Linked DNA regions of Mus musculus: all the other regions are linked to region 2. The links are chromatin contacts, called in public Micro-C and promoter capture Hi-C maps. All regions are on one chromosome and are shown on one strand. Each heading gives the region's core, a stretch centred on a gene start, on an enhancer-like site or on the middle of the called end of the contact. The rest is flanking DNA. Distances are from core to core; before and after follow the strand shown.

Evidence for each region. Promoter capture Hi-C pulls out the DNA fragments that hold promoters and counts their contacts. Hi-C and Micro-C count contacts between places; a contact is called where the count stands out from the background.
Region 1: a promoter capture Hi-C map of liver shows a contact between it and region 2, with 2.1 times the contacts expected there. The contact joins the promoter of Wipi1 here to the promoter of 1810010H24Rik in region 2. A contact is called at or near these places in 2 of 39 promoter capture datasets (hippocampal neurons and liver).
Region 3: a contact with region 2 is called in a Micro-C map of embryonic stem cells, with 5 times the contacts expected there. The contact joins the promoter of Mapt here to the promoter of 1810010H24Rik in region 2. A contact is called at or near these places in 1 of 39 promoter capture datasets (the C10 cell line) and 1 of 484 Hi-C or Micro-C datasets (embryonic stem cells).

What each region holds. Positions count from the first base shown.
Region 1 is chr11:109,609,950-109,612,649 of GRCm38.p6, reverse strand. Wipi1 (WD repeat domain, phosphoinositide interacting 1) reads left to right here and starts at 1,261. Exons shown (of 13, transcript NM_145940.2): 1 at 1,261-1,417. The coding sequence starts at 1,338.
Region 2 is chr11:107,024,483-107,027,182 of GRCm38.p6, reverse strand. 1810010H24Rik (RIKEN cDNA 1810010H24 gene) reads right to left here and starts at 1,314. Exons shown (of 4, transcript NM_001372502.1): 1 at 1,214-1,314. The coding sequence starts at 1,289.
Region 3 is chr11:104,230,184-104,232,883 of GRCm38.p6, reverse strand. It overlaps Mapt (microtubule-associated protein tau), which reads right to left and starts at 1,448. Exons shown (of 12, transcript NM_001038609.2): 1 at 1,277-1,448.

The DNA of each region.
Region 1 (2,700 bases), core at 12-2,511, 2.6 Mb before region 2:
TCAGAGGCTGTAGAGATGGCTCAGCAGTGTTTTTACTGATGAGCGGAATTCTGTTCCCCAGAACCCACACCAGGCACCTCACAACCAATTGTATACAAGCTTGGGAAGCAAATCTCCAGTTTGCTTCAGAATGCATCTCAAACGACATGAGCTTCAAGCTGTACTGTCTTGTACAGTATTCTAGTTTCTCTCCTTTCTATACAAATCGAATGTCTGGTCAAATACTGCTGAGCAAAGTTGTATGATAACAAGTCCTGAAAGAAGACCCTTTCACATGCCGCTGTGTATTGTTGGTTTTAGATAATATAGTCTAGCCAGTGCTTTAACCGGGTTTTCAGTAAATCGGGTAGGAACATACCAAGGTAATATTGTTAATGTAAGGGTCGGGGTTAGCAAGAGCTCTTTCTCAACTGTGGGGCTGTATGTGGCTTCTTAATCGGCTGGGGATCTTTTTCCGAGAAGCTTAAGGGCTCTCCAAAACGGCTGGACTTTGATGTCTACTGATTTCAACTACAACTGCTGTAAGCTTAGCGGGCGGGCAAGGAAGCAGGCGTCCGCCCGCCTCCTTGGCGTTGTCTCCGACGCTAAGGCAGGCTTGAAGCCTGAAGCTCCACTCCTCCTCCTCACCCTCTGGACGCTCTGGCAATGAAAACACCACCACGTGGCCTGCTGCCTTTGCCTCGCGCACCTTCGGCCAATGGCAAACGGTTTCTCCGACTAGGGGGCGGGTCGTCAACAGCTGTCCCGCCCACTAGCCCTATTGATTGACTAAAAGAGTTGGTGGCCAATCCTGGCTGTCTGCGGAAGGCTCTGTTCGGTCAGCAGTTCTGTTCCCAGTGATAAAGAGGCGGGGTGGGGACAGAGACGGCCTGGAGAGGGGGCGGGGCTACCAAGCTAGGTAGAAGGAGGCTCGGGGCGGGGCCTGGTTGGCTCAGGGCGGAGCTAGGGCTGTGAGGGGGTGGGGCTAGGTGCCCGAAGTGGAGAGGGCGAGGCTAAGTGGGAAATGTGTAGGGCGGGTCCTGAAGGTCCCAGGCAGGGCTAGAGCCGAGAGGGGCGGTACTTGAGGCAGGGGCGTGGCCTGGCTGTTTTAGGACCCAGCCGATTCTCTGAAGGAGGGGCGGGGGTTTGGAGTGGGGCGGAGCTAAATGGGAATCGTGTAAGGGCGGGGTCTTACGATGGAGGGGCGGAGCTAAGTGGTATCTGAGTGGGCGGGGTCTGTCTGGAGGCGAGCCCGGGGCGGGACCGACGCGGCAAGCCGGCCCACGGAGCCGGCGCGGGCGGGCTGCTGAGGTGGCTGTCCCCCGCTCAGAGCTGCGGCTTCTCGGGTCGAGCCCCCGATGGAGGCCGAAGCCGCAGATGCCCCTCCGGGCCGAGTGGAGGCGGCGCTCAGCTGCTTCTCTTTCAACCAAGACTGCACGTAAGCCACGGCGCCAGCCCCCTGGCCAGGGAAGTGGGGGACAGAATGTCGCCACCAAAGGGTGTTGTCCTGTAACGCAACTGGTGGCTAGCCGGGGCCTGCGCGCCGATGGTACCTCGGCAGGGCAGCCTGTGTCGCGGCGTTGCTCGGCTGTAGGGGTTTGAGCCCACCCAGACGACTGCCAGCCAGCGCCTGCCAGAAAGAGCCGGCTAGGGTGACCCAAACAAGTCAGCAAGGAGGGCGGAGGGGGGACCTTGAATGTGGGGGAGGGACTTGGTGTGGGCCACCTAGTGACCGAAAGGGAGATCAGGGACCAAAACAAAGGTGAGGGAAGGGAGGAATGTGCAACTTGACTCAAGAGGGAGGATGCAGAGAGTCGGAAAGATGAAGAAAAACTTTACCATTTGTCCTTGAGTATCTCAACGTGGCATTTGGGCAGGGCCTCGGACAAACAGTCAGTCTATCCCTGTGGCCCGACCAGCCCCAGCACTGGGCATCTTGGCTGGTCTCTTTGGCCGTAGGAAGCTTTTCTTTATTTGCCTTTCTGTGTTTACTCGCTGTCCACCCAGTCCCAGGAATCTCCTGGAAGCTCAGGAGCCCTTTCTCTGCCCCAGACAGCTTCCCATCCCTGAAGCAGGCGCTCCACCCTGTTGCTTTTAAGTGGCTTTTTAATGTTTCACTATGATGGTCAACGTTTAGACTTTGGTCCATAAACAAGGGATTGCTTGCCTGAGTTCTAGGCATCTGCAGGATTGAATCTTAAGACACAAGCTACTGTTTTCTTCCCTGTTTTTGTGCAAGCCAGCCTGGGGACCATATGGATTAATCTCTTTGGAATGTGGAGCCCTGAAGCATCAGGGCAGGGATGACCACTTCCCAGTGTCCCACTTCCGGCTGTACCAGTTTCTGCTCTGTTCCTGGTTTGGGCTCAGCTTCAGGCTTGTGCCTTGGCTGCTGCTAGCTGAACTGTGCTAATATTGAACATTCATTCGTTGGTGTAATTAAGGCCATAAGCAGCCCTGGTTTTCATTCCCTTTGTGTTTCTGTTTGAAAAACCCCTGCTCTGAACAATATGTCTTTGTTTGAAAAATCTGTGTGTGTAATCATATAATCCAGTAATTCGACAGCTTGGCTACATGAGTGACTCTCAGGCTGCCTCTGACCACAACCCACAATAAAAAAGTACATCTTACAACATCTCCCCATAGCCATAGATATGTAATATGCACAAACTATTAAGTGGGGTACCTTGTGGCATTTTCTTGGGATTTTGTTCTTGCTTG
Region 2 (2,700 bases), core at 65-2,564:
GTAGTAAACAACAGCTTAGAAGGGGTTTTTAAAGCTTGGCTGGGAGGCAGAGGCCCCTGAGTAATTATAAAAGCATTACCCCTCCCCATTAGGAAATCTCCCGAATATCAATACACCTTTTTAAATTTTATTAATGATTTTCTTCAGCTCTGCATACAGGTTGGAGCACAGCTTCAAGTCTGGGCAACTTTGCATGTCCAGGGATGCAATCTCACCACCTCCCAGTGCTCCTTCAGCCAAGCACAGCCCCACAACCTACTTTCCCTCGTTTGCATTAAAGAGCTTGTTGTGCCCCTTGCAGCCTTGACAGCACTTCCTTTATAATGATGCATCTTGCCAAATGAATAATCTTAAAAAATCAGCTTTCTCCCAGCAGGAATGGTTAGTTACACAGTTTGTGTTTTTGCAAAGCCATTGGATCTGACTCCCTCCCTATGTTAAACCTGCACACCATGCATAGCCGATAGATAAAGTTCTGGTGGCTATCCAACTCCTGTCAACTGTTGACCTCAGCTGCTTCCCCTCTAGACCACCATCTGTTGTCATGGAAAAGATGGTCTAATGTGGAGTTAAATGCCAATGAAGTCGTTCAATTTCCGTGTGGAACAACAACAATAAAATGACCTAAAATAAATTGCCCAGTTAGGTGTGGAAGCTATTATTCCCAGAGACAGTAAGATGAGCAAAATATCCTAACAATAGCAAAACAAAAACACCACCTGGCCAAGACTGCCTGATTTGTGTGTGTGTGTGTGTGTGTGTGTGTGTGAGAGAGAGAGAGAGAGAGAGAGAGAGAGAGAGTGTTATCAAGGTTCAGGTATACCAGAGGCTATACCAGAGCTGCGAGAGAGGAGTAGAATGCCCAGAGTTGTCGCACCATTGCTGGCCTGTGTCACCATCCCAAGCCTGGGAGCCTGTCCACAGCGCGCCGCGACCCCTTTTGACACTTTCCCTCCTCCGGATGCAGCTATTTAACATGCAAAGTTTTCTCCAGCTTGCCTGGCTCGCACGAGATCATTTCAGCAGCTGAACCCGTCTTTCCTTCTGAAAAGGCTGCCAAGGGACATGAAATATTGGGAGACCCTTGTCGCTGCTTTCTGGCACGCACGCAGACCCGGAGTCGCCTGTCCCGCAGGCTCTGACCCTTGGCTCGTCCCGCCCTGCGTCTCGCCCCTTTCCCAATCCCTGGGGCGCTGCATTTTAGCGACCTCACCTTTTCTCTCCGCCACCGGGGCTTCGGGGGACCATCCGACGATCAAACAGAGAAGCCAGAGGGCTCGAGCTGTCATTTTTGTAGACAGGGTTCCCCAGGCTGGAAAACGCAGCGAGGGCTTTGGCTCGCTTCCTCTCCCCCCACACACACCCCCACCCCCGTTCATGCTAATGAGGGGCAGCCTTTGGGGAAACGAGCATAGCTGGCTGCACAGACCATTGAAACAAAACGGAGCGGCGGGGATCTCTCCCTCTTTCCGAGGGGGGTCGGATGTGTGGTCCGGACTGGGCTCTGTGGGCCAGGAGAACAGCACGGCCTTGAGCTCTTGCTCCGGGTGGGTGGTGTGCTTGGGGTGAGGTGACAGGCTAGGGGAGAGTGAGGGTTTTGAGGGGGCTGAAGGAACGCGAGTGATGAAATCAACAACAAATAAATTAGCGCTTAGAATAGCTTGAGCTTGTTGAGGGGAGGGGACTCCGGATGACAAAAAAACGCATTCCAGGACCTGTGAGGCAATTGCCTGACAAACCAAGTTTGGCAAAGCTGTTTGACTGTATATGCAATCTTGATATTCTAGAGTCAGAAACGGGCCGGGGGGTCGGGGGGGGGGGTGTGAGCAAATTTTTTTTTTCTTGACAGCCCTCTCCTCTGCCCCCTTCCCATTCTCCTTCCCTCTTTTCTCCCTCCACCCATCCATTGATAACTAGTATTCAGTTGGCCACATTCACCAAGTGTATACTGAATGCCTAAAGATTGGCAAACCACCTTTCCAATGCTGGGGGCATCTCACTGCTTGGGAACAGGCAGTTTTTATTGTGTCTAAGAAAAGCAAACTCCTTTGCTGCTTATGTTCAGCTTCCTGACACAGCATCACAGCTCGATCGGTCCTGAGGGAAAGGCTTTTCCACTCAGATGAAATAAAACCGTCATTTGTCAAGGGGTGGGGGTGGGGAGATTAGGGTATCATTTCTCCAGAACAGGTCTGAAGCCTCGGGACTAATTCTCGGTCCACAGCTTCAAACCCAAACAGATGCACGAAGGCGCGAATGGCTTGGTGTGAGGTACACAGAGTTGCTGAGGAAGCCTCAGGGTTCTGCGTCACTGATCCAGGGGCCTGACGCTAGAGTGCTGGTGGACTGAGTAGAGTCTTGGGGGTCTCAGAAACTACAGAGTGGGAACACTCAGGCAGACAGAGGCAGGTCTCCATCTTCTGAAGAGACTAGGAGGCAGACTAGGTACACAGACCCATCAGTTTGTTCTCTGAGGTAGGAGTTATGGCTCAACTGGCTCAACTTCAGCTGCCCGAAGAATAACATGAGGGATGTAACTCAGTCAGTAAAATGCCTGCCTTAGAGGCAGGAAGTGCCGGATTGGATTGCTTGCACTTCATACATGAGGAGTGGTGGAGCCTATAACCCCAACCCGCTGAGGCAGAGTGAGGAAGATGGGTTTAAGGACATCCTCAGCCGCACAGAGATCTATCTCAGGCC
Region 3 (2,700 bases), core at 199-2,698, 2.8 Mb after region 2:
AAAAAACCAGGGCTGGGAGCGCAGATCCTAAATCACACGACGAACAAAGCAGCGAGCTCCCCTAGACGACCTCAGGTGAACGCTCTGGTGCGCACCGCTGCAGAGGCAAAACGCCAAGGCTTCCGTGTTCATCACCCCCTGTTCTTTAACATGGGTCCAAGCCGGGTCCTCCAAAGCCTGGCCACAGCTCTTGGCATGCTACGATAGAGACGTGACTCGCCGCAAAAAGATGGCACCTCGCGTTCAGAGAGGGGGGAAAAAACGGAGAGGGGTGGCAGCGGGAGGAGACACATCGTACTCCCCCCTCCTCGCCCACCCAGGTCCACACCCACTGCCGCAGTGAGGGGCGAGCCCTGCGCGCCAGCCCGCGCCTCCGGCAGGGAGCGCACATGCCGGGAGCCCGGCGCAGAACGCAGAGAAAGAAACGCGCCCCGAAATGCACCTGCAGCCCTCGCGTGGGTCTGTGCCTGGCTGCAACGCTGCGCGCCCTCGAGCGGGGAGCCGCTGCCAGCCAGCCCGCTGACACCGCGAGGCCAGGTGACCCCTGACTCTTCGAGCTCCCACATTGGGATCCGCGCACTACCTTCTCTCGGGCACGGCGCTGCCCCTGTCACTGTACCAAGCGCGCGCAGGGGGAAGGGCGACTAACGTGACAGCGCCTGGACCCCTCCCCATCCTCCGGATTCCTCCCAGCCCCCAAATGTCCCCTGCCGGCTTCTGAAGGAGGAAAAGGGGAGGGGGCGGGCCACCGCCTTAAATCAGGGCCAGTGAAGGCCGTGTCAGAATCGCTGTCAGGGAGGTGGAGAGACATGAAGGCAGTCATCTTTTCTAGAACCCGATCCACACCTTCCTTAGGGCTGATGGCAATCAGGAGCAGAGAAATCCGATTTCAGGTTCTGTTTCGGGGGTCGTCGTTGGACCCCCATGCACACTCACAGACCCACGCCCATTGCGGCAAAAGGCTGAGATCCAGATTACAGAACAACCCCTTCCCTAGGTCACCGTCATCCGCGCCCCACCCTGCGGGCACAGCCCCCCTCATTTGCGCGGAGCCGATAGTGGGGACCCCAGCACTCATAGATACACGCATTCGCTCGCGTGCGTGCATCTCTTGCACGCGTTCCTTCCCAGCTCCCCAGCGCCTAGGGCGCAGAGAGGCCCCCGCCGTTGCGCCTGATTGATGCCCAGCTCCCTAAATCCATCTCTGGGGCGAGGGGTGGCAGGAGGACGGCGCACAGGGCCAGAGGGGACTGGATTTCAGAGCTGCGGCGCTTACCTGATAATCGACAGAAGGCGAGGACAGAAGAGGACAGCGGAGGAGAAGGTGGTTGTGGCGGCGGCGGCAGAAGGTGGGCGGTGGCGGCGGCGCTGCTGCTGGTGCTGGAGCTGGTGGGTGGCGGAGACTGAGAGCGCGCGCGGCCGAGAAAGCGCGTTCTGGAGGCCGGCGGGCAGCGCAGGCGCGAGCCACGGGAGCGCGAACCTCCCTAGGGGAGGGGCGGGCAGCGAGGCCTGGGCGGGCACCTCCCCTTCCGACCGCTAGGGGGCGCACGCGAGCGCCCCTCAACCCTCCTCTCTCCGCGCCGCTCGGCTCGCCCCTCTCCGCGCTTCCCTCCCCGGGTCCCGCCACGCCTCGGGCCGCGGTGCTGACCGCCGCGCGCACGCGCATTCCGTGGCGCACGCGCACCCGGCCTCCCGGGGCTGCAGCCTTTGTCTAGTCCAGGGGTCCCCTCCCTCGGTCCCCGCGGGGTCCAGGCAGAGCGGTGTGTCGGTCATCGTCCGCTTTTCAGTTCACCCTCGCTGGCTCTCCAGGCGGTACACCGTGAACCCCAAGTGCTACAGGCTCCCCGAGTCTCCTAAAATGTGGCCCTCCAGATAGAGCGCACTTTCTATTTCCAGGGCCAGCTGTTCGCTTGCTTTCTTTCCACCTGTTTTTGTTAATGGCCAAAGTGAATGATTTCCTTGACAAATCTTCTCGAAACAGATTAACTTGACCGTAATACACTTTAGCGTTTTCGTGGAAAAACAATTGTTTTTAAATCAAGGAGCATTCAAACCCATTAGGTATCTTGACTGTGACCCTAGCGAAGAAAAATCTTTAAATAGGTAAGTTCTAATGATGCTTACCACACACACTGCAAGGCATTTTCACAGAGTTATTTTTATCTCGTTTATTGAAACACCTTTGTACAGCGTGAGAGCTGAATTTTTAAGGTGCCTGCTGGAGATGGCCACCTGCTGGATGTCAAGCTTCCGGTTGAAATTGGTCATTAGTTCTCCTTCCAGCTACGTAGGCGTGGGCTGTGGCTTTAGCTTAATATCTTACCTCCCCAAAGCTCAATTCTCTTGGACAGCTGGAGCCTGTTCAAATGCAAGGAAGAGAGACAGGCACCTACTTCTTGCCAAAGAGGCGAAAACTTGTCTTGAAGCTTTCATTTGCATGCCGTTTTTTCTTTATTTTTCAAGGCAGGTTCTCACTATGTTGCCCTGGCTGGCTTGGAGCTCACAGAGATCCCCTGCCTGCCTCTGCCTCTAGAGTGCTGAGATTAAAGGTGTGCACTGCTATCCCAGCAGTTGTTTCTAAAACTCCAACGTTGTACCTGCTCGGTGTGTTGGCTCACATCTGTAATCCCAGCATTCAGATAGGCTGAGACTTGTTCAAGATCAGCCTGGGCTATATAGCAGAATCCAAGCCAGCCTGAA